2 separate regions of the Mus musculus genome follow, and region 2 is linked to region 1. A link is a contact called in public Hi-C data. All regions are on one chromosome and are shown on one strand. Each heading gives the region's core, a stretch centred on a gene start, on an enhancer-like site or on the middle of the called end of the contact. The rest is flanking DNA. Distances are from core to core; before and after follow the strand shown.

Evidence for each region. A called contact is a pair of places that touch in the nucleus more often than the background predicts.
Region 2: a Hi-C map of the N1E-115 cell line shows a contact between it and region 1, with 2.1 times the contacts expected there. The contact joins two enhancer-like sites. A contact is called at or near these places in 5 of 484 Hi-C or Micro-C datasets (the N1E-115 cell line, cortical neurons, embryonic ectoderm and 2 more) and 1 of 9 other capture datasets (embryonic stem cells).

What each region holds. Positions count from the first base shown.
Region 1 is chr5:117,519,913-117,525,288 of GRCm38.p6, forward strand. All of the region lies in intron 3 of Ksr2 (kinase suppressor of ras 2), which reads left to right. Among named protein-coding and RNA genes, the nearest start is that of Gm42013, 38 kb to the left of the region's middle. Within about 2 kb of position 3,294, at least 7 of the 459 cell types and tissues checked have an H3K27ac peak or open chromatin away from gene starts, as enhancers often do. A contact at or near this core is called in the N1E-115 cell line, where this site is marked.
Region 2 is chr5:117,634,307-117,639,654 of GRCm38.p6, forward strand. The region is part of intron 5 of Ksr2 (kinase suppressor of ras 2); the gene reads left to right. Among named protein-coding and RNA genes, the nearest start is that of Gm42013, 150 kb to the left of the region's middle. Within about 2 kb of position 2,190, at least 3 of the 459 cell types and tissues checked have an H3K27ac peak or open chromatin away from gene starts, as enhancers often do. A contact at or near this core is called in the N1E-115 cell line, where this site is marked.

The sequences.
Region 1 (5,376 bases), core at 2,044-4,543:
CGGCAGTCTTGAGAGATGGCTCAGTGGTTAAGAGCACTGGCTTCTTTAATTGTGAACCGTGGTTTCATTCCTAGTAGCCACATGGTGGCTCGCAACCTTCTGTAACCCCCCTCCTGGGGGGGGGGGGAATGTCTGACGCCCTCTTCTGGCATCATCAGGTACTGCACCCCTTCCCCCCTTGGTGCAATGCAATATTAAGGCAAACATTAGATGAAAAGAAATCTTTAAAAAGTCCATAGATGTTTCAAGGTGGATGTTAGTGAGGTCCCTGCTGGGAGAAAGTGGGGTTCAAGTGTCCATGTTGTCTTAGAGAGTAGTTTCAGTTCCTAGGCAGGGTCACAGCTCCTCCCATTGCCCTTTGACCTTTGTGCCAAAGAGTTATGGGAAGAAGAGGAAGTGATCTTAGGTCTAGGGCTTATGCAGAGTATCCTTAAAGTATGTTTGGATGTGGTAGTTCTAAGTCCAGACTTTTTTATTTCCCTTCCCTTCCCTTTCCTTTCCCCTTCCCCTTCCCCTTCCCCTTCCCCTTCCCCTTCCTTCCTTCCTTCCTTCCTTCCTTCCTTCCTTCCTTCCTTCCTTCCTTCCCTCCTTCCCTCCTTCCCTCCTTCCCTCCTTCCTTCCTTCCCTCTCTCTCTCCCTTTCCTCTTTCTTTTCTTTTTCTTTTTTAGCTAAGGTATTTACAGTGGCTTGTAGGGCCCAGAAACAGTTGAGATGGTGGTGGTGGTGGTGGTGGTGGTGGTGGTGGTGGTGGTGGTGGTGTGTGTTTGTGTGTGTGTGTGTGTGTGAGTGATATCCTTCTGAAGAAAGGCTTGGTCTTTTTTGAATGTCTCAGAGCCAATGAATGTGGAAATGATATGAAATGTGCTCATCTTGCGTGACTCTCTTCACGGATGTTTGTCTTGCCCTGATGGTCAGTGGGAGCAGGTTTGTGCCCACAATGGGCTCTTTGCACACGCTGTGTGCACAGACGCTTCTGTGGAGGACCCCAGAACCACACCTTTTCAGGCAGATCTTGCGCTGTCTGTTGTATGAGAAGAGTTAAGCTCAGAGCGATGGATGGCCAAGGCTGCACCCGGGACAGTCATGAAGTCAGTGTCACCTGGAGGAGCTCGCTCTGTGGCTGCGGTAGTCGCCTTCATCTTGAAGGCAGGCATTTTGGCCAAGGTCACCCAACAGGATTTAGTCAGATTTGTCTGAAATCTCTGGAGCTTCAAGAGCACAGGCTGAATTCGAGGGTGGGGGGTTCACATCCCGAGTGAAAGCCATGACCGTTTCAAGGACAGTGTGCTAGCCACATCCAGGAAGTGCTGGCAGATGGTTGGATGTCCTAGGAGGAGGAGGGAACAGGGGCATGTTGGTGGGGAGGAAGGAGAAAGGGTAGGGTAGTGGAACTTTGGAACTTTGGACTTTGGAGTATAAAGGGATGCTCTACTGGGTCAGCCCTGCCCCTGGCTTGCTCTGCAATGCCAGCTGGATGCTGGCCCGTCCTCTGAGAGTCTATTGGGAGTTTTGTCAGTGGGCTGCGTTGTACCAGAGATGTGGGCATCATCTCTGCACACAAAAGCCAGTTAGAGGCTGGTGAGATGGCTCATCAGAGCAAGGTGCTTGTCTGCTGACAAGCTAGACTCTTGAGACCTACATAGAAGAAGAAGAGACCGTCCCTGCAGGTTGTCCTCTGACCTCTACACATGTACACACATGAACACACAAACATAAATAAAACAAACAAAATGTAAAAAAAAAAAACCACATTAACACTTCAGTTGACTCTCTTGCTGGACCGTCATGATACAAACTTGATAGGGGGAAAAGAAACCCTTTGTTGTCGTTGTTGGTGTGTCCTTAAAAACAGAGGTGGGTTCACTGACTCTTGAGGTGAGGGTGACCAAGATGGCCTGGCCTTAGCATGCCGCTCATGCACACATTAAGTGGGAACCAGCACCCATCGAGTACCTGCTGTGTTCCCAGGACTCTGCAGGGTGATTGCTCTGTGGCCTTTGGCCTCTCTGGGTTGGCACTGCCTGGCCTGGAAATACTGTTAAACCAGAGGAGAATCAAGAGGAAAAAAGATCAGATCCACAGTTGCCTATTTAAAGCAAGTTGTATTTTGGGGTGCATCTGGGACTGGTCAGCCTGGTCTTACCTTAAGTGGGGATTTGGGAGAGACGCCTCTGCTGGCTTCTTGAAGTCCTTTTTATAGGAGGGATAAAGCATTCACAGGGGCGGGAGAGTCGGCTTGATACATTGTTACAAAGATACAATGAAAGGGAAGGAACAGGGTAAGGATATTATACATCTTGTCCCCAGTTTAGTGTAGGCTGAAAAACATGTTTTGCACTTTACATCGGATCCAAGAAAAAGGCACTTATTCTTAGTTGCAAATAGAAACTTTAACTCAGAATGACCTACCACAGGACAAGAAGGAACTTGTTAACGGTCCTAAGAGCAAAGAGAACCTTAGCCTGCAAGGTGTGTTGTTCTTGGTTTGGTCTCTCAGTACCACCCTTGGGGTTGTTTTGGGAATGAAATGAGATCAGATACAGGCGAACCGTATCTTGTTGCTACCAAGGCAGCAACTACACGTGCTGTGTAGTGTTCACACCTACATGGTTTTAATCCATCCCCAGTCCTCCCAGAATATTCCTCCAACTCCAGTTTACTTTCCCCAGCTACCTTATTTGTGGATTAAGGGCATTTGAAGATTTATTTATTTTATGTCTATGAATACACTGTCGCTATCTTCAGATGCACCAGAAGAGGGCGCCAGATACCATTACAGATGGTTGTGGGCCACCTTGTGGTTGCTGGGAATTGAATTCAGGACCTCTGGGAGAGTAGTCAGTGCTCTTAACCGCTAAGGCATCTCTCCAGCTCTAAGGACATTTAAAAGAGAGTATTATGTCAATTTGGGGTGTGTGTGTGTGTGTGTGTGTGTGTGTGTGTGTGTGAGAGAGAGAGAGAGAGAGAGAGAGAGAGAGAGAGAGAGAGAGAGAATGCTAGAGAGAGAGAGAGAGAGAGTAAGAAGGGGGAGCGAGGGAGCGAGCACACATACACTTTTGGTCAGAGGACAACTTGAAGAGCTGATCCTCTCCTACCATGAGGAGTCCAAGGATCAAACTCAGCTCTCCAGGTTTGGCTGTAAGCACCATCACCTGCTGAGGGAGCTTTCAAACCGAAGCCTGGTGTTCTTGCTCCCAATTTCTGGATGAGGGACCCACAAAGGAACAGGCTCTGGCTGTCCCTTTCCGATTCTAGTGAGAGACTGGCCAGATGGCACATTTGTCGGCGTGGAACAGGCGAGGCATGAAATCTCTGGAAGTAAAGAGGTTACGCAAGGCTGTTTGGGGGAAAGCATGAGCCGAGAAGTGAGCTCTCAGGAGGCAGTTTAGAAAGAACCCAGGCTTTCTCTGCCGATGTGTTTATTGGTGGAGGGTAAGAGAGAGAAAGGAGCCCCTGCCCGTGTGGGTGGATGTGATCAAGTGCGACAGGAGTGTATGAGATAGGGGTGTCGGAGAGCCACTTGTTCTGAGGTGGGGGCTAGTTTTCAATTCTCCACTCTGCCACTTCTCCAGGAAGCAGGGGCTTGCAGGAAGTCAGATTTGGGAACATGTCACATCTCCTTTCTCTCCTAGTCAAGAAATCTATTTATTTAATTAAATTTCCGATGGGTTTCTGCTCCCCTCCCCCCCCTCTGCCCTGCAGCTAATTTTTGCTTCTGTTTTCTTTCTTTCTCTAGACATCGGTTAGGCCAGAACGCATCAACAGAAGTGACAGCATCAATAATAGGAATAATAGAAATGGTAATGCCCAAACAGTGCCCTGTCTTCTGGAATCTTCTGTTGGTGGCTGGTCACCTTGTCTCTTTAGATGAATCTGTTGCTCACTTTGGGTTAAATTTTGTTCTGCCCGTGGCTGCTTTAAGGGCCAGAGGGGTCTCTCTCTCTCTCTCTCTCTCTCTCTCTCTCTCTCCTCTTTCATCTATGTCTGCAGGAAAATAGAGGAGTCTTTGCTAACAATGAGGCTGTCTGCTTCATGTCTCATGTACTGAATAGTCTAATTCAGGGTCCAGGAAACTATACCAAATCTGGCCCACCATTTGCATCTTAAATAAAGTTTTATTTAAACATAGCCACACCCACTTATTTACATATTGTTTACCTCTGCTTTCTGCTGTAATGGCAAGACTCAGTGGTTACAACAAATATATTCTATCCTGCCCTTTACAGAAAAGATTTTCAGAGTTCCCCAGCCCTTGACTGGTTATTTCTGTGGTTTCCTGACTGATTCTGACACGAGTGTTTGTGAACAAGTGGATTCAAGTTGCTTTTGTGGTTGTGGATCATTCATTGTACCAAGCCAGTGTTAGATCCAAGGGACTTAGGGAATGATTCTTATCTTTGGGGACAATTGTGACACAGTAAGGTACAGAGCAAGAGTCAGCTGCAGAGGTGACTGGACAGATGAAACAGGAAAATTTGGGGGGCTGAGGAAGTATGGGGAATTGTGGAGCAGAGGACATTGAAGATGGATATAAAGACAATGGTACCTGATGGTTGTGGAATCCTGACCTCCTGGGTACAGGAGAAGCTGTCAGTGGGCTGTGGGGATGAGGCAAAGTGAGACCCGAAGAGATGGGAATGGGACAAACCTGGACAAGGGCTTGGGGGAGGAAAAGAGAGGGTGAGGTTAGTCAGAAAGGGGAGAGATGGGGTCGGGGGTGGGGTTCTAAGGAAGACAATGACAACTTCTGTGTCTTCATTTTCAATGGTGACTGATTCCAAGCGGGAGCAGAGTGTGGTTGACTTGGTTCATCAGTCCTGAGGGGAAGCCAAGGTTACCCTGTTTGCAGGTGGTGTTAGAGCAGGCTATGTCCCTCAGGACCTAGTTCAGTGGTTCTCAACCTTCTTAGCACTGTGACCCTTTAACACAGTTCTGCATGCGGTGGTGACCCACAGCCATAAAATTCTTTCACTGCTACTTCATAACTGCAATTTTGCTACTGTTATGAATCGTAATATAAATATCTGATATGCAGGATATCTGATATGTGACCCCTGTGAAAGGTTATCCAACCTCCAAAGGGGTCGTAACCTATAGAGGTTGAGAACCGCTGACCCAGAGACTGACTTTGTACTTTTAGAAGTGACCACGGAAATGTCAGCTCTCCCGGGCATAGTTTCTGTTTTACAGAGGTATGCCAAGGACATTTGGGTAGAAAGACAGAGAGGGAATCTGGTGTTTTCCACAAGGACTTGACAAGTTCCGCAGGGGACAGGCAGGGGCTTTGGATTCTGGGTGTTCTTTGGAAACTTGTGGTCAGAGCTGGAGAAGTAGGAAGCAGGGTGTGCCGTCCAAGAGTTTGGGGTGAGGCTTGCT
Region 2 (5,348 bases), core at 940-3,439, 110 kb after region 1:
CCCTGTCTGTACCTTTTTCTCCTAAATGAGGAGGCCTGAAAAAAAAATCATCCCCACTGCTCAAATCCCACTTTGGAGAGTCAGTCTTACGCACAGGAGAGCTCTGGGCAGTCTTATGCATGTGAGAGCTGTGCACACTTGATGGCTATTGGAGGAAGGAGAATGGGTTTCCTTCTGTGCTGTGGCCCATGGTAGGTTACCCGTGCTCCAGTGGATGGTACCCTACACTCGGGAACATACAAGCAGCATAGTTTGGACTCAGTAAGTTATGAAAAAGGAGGAGGAGAGGAAGAAGAAGAAGAAAAGAAGGACATGAAGGTGGTGTTGGGAGGAGGTTGTGATGCTGAGGTCCAGGAAGAGTGGGCAGATATGATCTTATCCCGCATTCGTGGATGGGATTACTAAGTCATGTCTGATGCTGGGGAGAGCATATCCTAGGGTGTTGGCTTGGCAGCCTTGCACACAGTACTGTAGTCTTTCTCAAACATGCATAACAAGTTTCTTGAAGGGAGGCTCCAAGGTTCCCAAGGTTTTCCTAGCATCCCACAAGAATGCCTGCTTTTAGAATGCCATGGCGAGTTATACTGCTATCAAGAAGAACTTGGGAATGTGGTACCAAAATATTGTTTTAAAACTTGTTAGAAGGCATCAGCAAGGTACCAAGTTAGAGCTTGAGCTTGAGTAGCTGTCATCCTAGAAAGAACAGAGGTCCTAAGGTGAATTCAGAGCTCAATGTTACTTTTCCTCTGAGGCTGTTACTAATTCCAACATGGCTGCCAGAAGTCTATGCTAGTTCCAAAATGGCCTCCGGGAGTCATTGCTAATTCCAATATGGCAGCCAAGAGTCTAAGAAGCTGAAGAGAACTTCCTGTTGTGTTGCTAGGGGAATAATGGATCCCAAGATTTACAAAGCAGAAGGAGGCCCTTATAAATGCTGCTGTGTGCAGCAGGGACCCGAGGGATTGTATTCTGCACATAAGGCTAAACTAGAAATAAATCATTGTTTATAAAAATAAATCCTAGCATCAGATCTGCCCCAAACCTGACTGGATTAATGTGACCAACCTCCCGGATGCCTGCCAGAAGAGAAAATTAAGTTCTCCCTAGAGAGAGGTGACATCACTAAGCAACTCCAATTGTCTCCTCTAATTTTAGGAATTCAGTAAAAATTTACCAGACATATTAGGAGACAAAAATCATATGACTGAAAACCAGGAAAGGAAAAGAAAAAACCCAAACACCCCCCTCAAAAAAAAAAAAAAAAAAAACAAAAAACAAAAAACAAAAACCCAGACCCTGAGGAGAGCCAGATATTTAATTTACCAAATACAGACTTTTTGACTTTACCATGATTTAATCCAGTTTGAATTCTTATGTCCTGGGATTTGCCAGCATTAGCAGCTATCTCCCAGTGGGCTCAATTTAGTTTTTGTTTTGTTTTTAATAACCAGTGTTTTGAGATAAAATAGATGGCACGTATTTAAAATATATTGTTTGGTGGATAGTTCTGTATGAATGCCACAGCAATGGCCATACAGTCCCCACCCCCAGAGTTCTCATTCTCGCTACCTTGTGTCCCCTTTACCCTTCTGAAACCATGAGCCATCTGGCTTCTGTCTAGAAGTACATAGAAACAAATGAAGTCATTTTTTTCCCTCTGATATCTGGCTTCTGTCACTCTGTCCTGTTGAAATGTGTGCCTTCTTGGTGGGCTCTCATCTTAGTTGTTTACATTTTACTGTGAGACGTTAAATCTCTATGAGCTATGCAAGAGACTTCACAGGAAGATGGAGACTTTGCACAGATATCAGGGACCCATGCAAAACAAGGATGGGCTCTCTAACAATCACAACAGCAATACCGGAAGCTGGTAATAAGACACGGGTTTGATTACAGACTGGATACGGGTGAAAGGATCAGTAAACTGGAAGAGTGGTTAGAAGAAAATATCCACATTGAAGCAGAGAGTGGCAGGTTATGGAAAATGCTGTAGAGTTTCTACAGGATGCTTAGGGGTGGTTTGGGGTTGGCACAGCCTTGTGTTTGAGATTCCAGGGGCAAAATAAAGAGGCAAAGGAAAATCTGAGGAGATAATAACTAAGAATTTCTGAGAGTGGGCTTCAAGAAGTGGGTGAGGGTCTGAGTTGGGATCTCAGGCACCCGTGTAAATGCCAGGTGGTTGTGGCATGGAGTCTGCAATGCCAAGGCATGGGGATGCCTGGATAGGTTGGCTAACTTGACGAGGTGAACCGCTGAGCTCTGGGTTCACGTGAGAGACCCAATACAGTCGATAAGGTGGAGAGCAGTTGAGGAGACATTGGATGCCAACCTCTGCCCTCCACGTGCATATAATACATGCACGTTCACCCACACACTCGTCACACGCGTATGAGGAAATACACAACAAAGACGAATCTTGAACTTCAATGTGAATACAAAGGCAACCACACAGAGGCAGACGATTCTTAGTCAGGCTGGTAGTGCTGCTGGCCTACAAATAATTCCTCAATCAAGTATGGCCCCGGGCCTACTTTCAGTGTTTTTACGTTTGAATGAATGAATGAATGAGGAATGAATGACAAGCAGGAAGAAGAAAAAGATGGCTGAATTGGAAGGGTGTGACACCAGCTGCTCCTGAGGGAGCTGGTGGGCTTGCCCTAGCAGTTAAGGGAGTAAAGAAAACCAGAGAGGACATTGTATTTCATTGGACTGAGATACAATGTTCCTAAAGATTTCATCCAACACCCTGGTGCCAGGAACCTGGGCTGGCAACATTGTTGTTCTGACCGGGCACAGTGGCCCTCTCCAGCTAGTCTTTAATAGTGGGGTGTTCTGGGAGTGGGGGCCTGTACTCTGGGAAGAGGTTTCCTGCTTTAGCCAGGGGCAAGAGCTAATAGGGTATATTCAGGTGAGAATGTTAGCTCTCTGATAGTACCCTGCACACATAGTAAAAGAAAAAAGGACCCTTAACATCCCAAGGCCTTTGAAGTTCTGTATTTCTTATGTATACAGAGAAAGTGACCTAAATTGTTTCACCACAGGAACACAGGAATGAAGGTTTTCTATGGAAAGTGAAGGCTGGAAATTCCTTCGCCTCTTCTCAGTTTTGCTTTAATGTGTGTGTGTGTGTGTGTGTGTGTGTGTGTGTGTGTGTGTGTGTGTGTATGTGTGTGTGTGTGTGTGTGTGTGAGAGAGAGAGAGAGAGAGAGAGAGAGAGAGAGAGAGAGAGAGAGAGAGCAAGCATATACTGGCAGAGGACAACCTTGGTATCTATCTGTCTTCATCTCTCATCTTGTTTGGGACAGGGCCCCATGCTCACTGCTGTAGAGGCAGATGGCCTGTGAACATCCAGGATTCTTCTGTCTCTACCCCTACCCCTTCTGAGCTGAGGACCGAACCCCAGGGTCTTGTGCTTGCTTGGCTAAATCCCCAGCCCCAACTTCGAAAGTCTCCACGGGAATGTTGGAGTTACAGACATTTTTGCTCCTGTATCTGACTTTACATAGGTTCTGAGGATCTGCAGCTAGGTCCTGAAATTTGCCAAGCAAATGTGTTTATCCATTAAAGCATCTCTCTTAGGCCTATTCTCATTTAACTCATTTCCGTCCCTCCCCCTTTCCCTAAATTCATCCATTTACTGAGTCACCATTTTAAAACATTTTAATTAACTGTACTGGGTACTACCTGTTCCTTCTCTTTAAACACTGCCCGTATTACCTGCTGTGTAACAAACTGCAGTCACACTTTGTTAGATGGCAGGGGTATGTTCTGAGACACATGGCATTAAGCAATTGTGTTGTTGCTGGAACATTGTAGAGCGTATGTACCCAAAAGTAAGGTACCTGTGATGTTAGCAAATGCTGTCATTTCATGAGGCCACTGTCATATATCCAATGTTGACCTAAGTGCCATTAAGCAATGTGATTGTGCCTCAAAGTTTAATGGCTTAAAACAGCAAGAAGGGACTGGGGATATAGCTTAGGGTAGAACACTTGCCTAGCATGTGAGGAGTCCTAGATTCAATCCCCAACCCTGACATAAACCAAAAATTAAAACGTGTGAATATTTGTCACCCCAGAAGATCTACGGGTTATGAATTTTAGGGTAGAGTAGCTGGATAGCTTGGATACTGGTCTCTCGTGGAGGTGCCATCTGGATGTGGGCAGGGCTGTGTTCTGATCTGAAAGCTTGGCCATAATGGAAGGGTGCACTTTCAAGATGTCCTCCCATGGCTCAAAATTGGTGTTGGCATGTGACCTCTGTCTCCCTGATCATGAGTCTTGGGAGGGGGCGTGACTTGTGTCCCCTTGGGACATAAAAGCTCTAAGGACAGAGGAACAAGTCTTTGATTCTCCTTATTGACTTAGCTTTCTCCAGCCAGTTCTAGCCCAAGGTGGACAGAGTCAGCAGCTTAGTCAGCCAACTGAAGACAAGCCATGGATATAGGTGGACACTGGGCATAGGAAGGCACATGACACTGGGGACCAGGGACTGTGTATTGAACCCCTCTATCTGAGCTGCTCCCTTCCTAAATGCTGCGACTCTTTAATACATTTCCTCATGTAGCGGTGATCCCAACCATACAATTTATTTTCATTGCTACAGTTACTTTGTAACTGTAATTTTGCTACTGTTATGAACTGTGATGCAAATATCTGTGTTTTCCAGTAGTCTTAGGTGACTCCGGGAAAGGGCCATGGAACCCTCCAAGGGAGTCACAACCCACAGGTTGGGGACTGCTGTTCTGGATGAAGGGATGACAGTGTCTGTGTGTGTAAATAGGAAGGGGACACACCTTCTTGGCTCTGGTGCATACCTTACTAGGGAGGAGTGGACTGATTAGCCATAGATGCTTGTTCTTGTGACCATGGTGGGGAAGGCCACCCCAGGGCTGAGAGGGCTGGGCATTCCCTGCCCCAGCAGAAAGAATGAAAGCCAGGTTTTTTGACGCTAGAAAATACCAGATATTTTTCTTACCCGAAATGTTGTCTTCAATGTGTGTGCATTTGGTGATCACGAGTATCAAATTCAAATTCAAACCAGGTCTCAGCTCATCAAGAAAAGATGTCAAGAACGGTGCAGGGGGCTGGGGGAGGGGGGGGGCATGGTGACACACTTCTTCTTCATTCACATATTAATGGAGAGATAATGCTTCGAGAATATTGAAGTAAATTTCAGAGCGTCGCTGACATTTCCAGAATAAACATTAAACACTTTAGGCATGAGCGTCGGAATTATTTCATGGGTGTAAATTAAAAGGCAGCCCTATGATGCTGATTCTGTTTGCCCTCCCTAAGTTTCTATTGTGGAAAGTATCAGAGTACAGTGGGAAAATACGAAGGGACCTT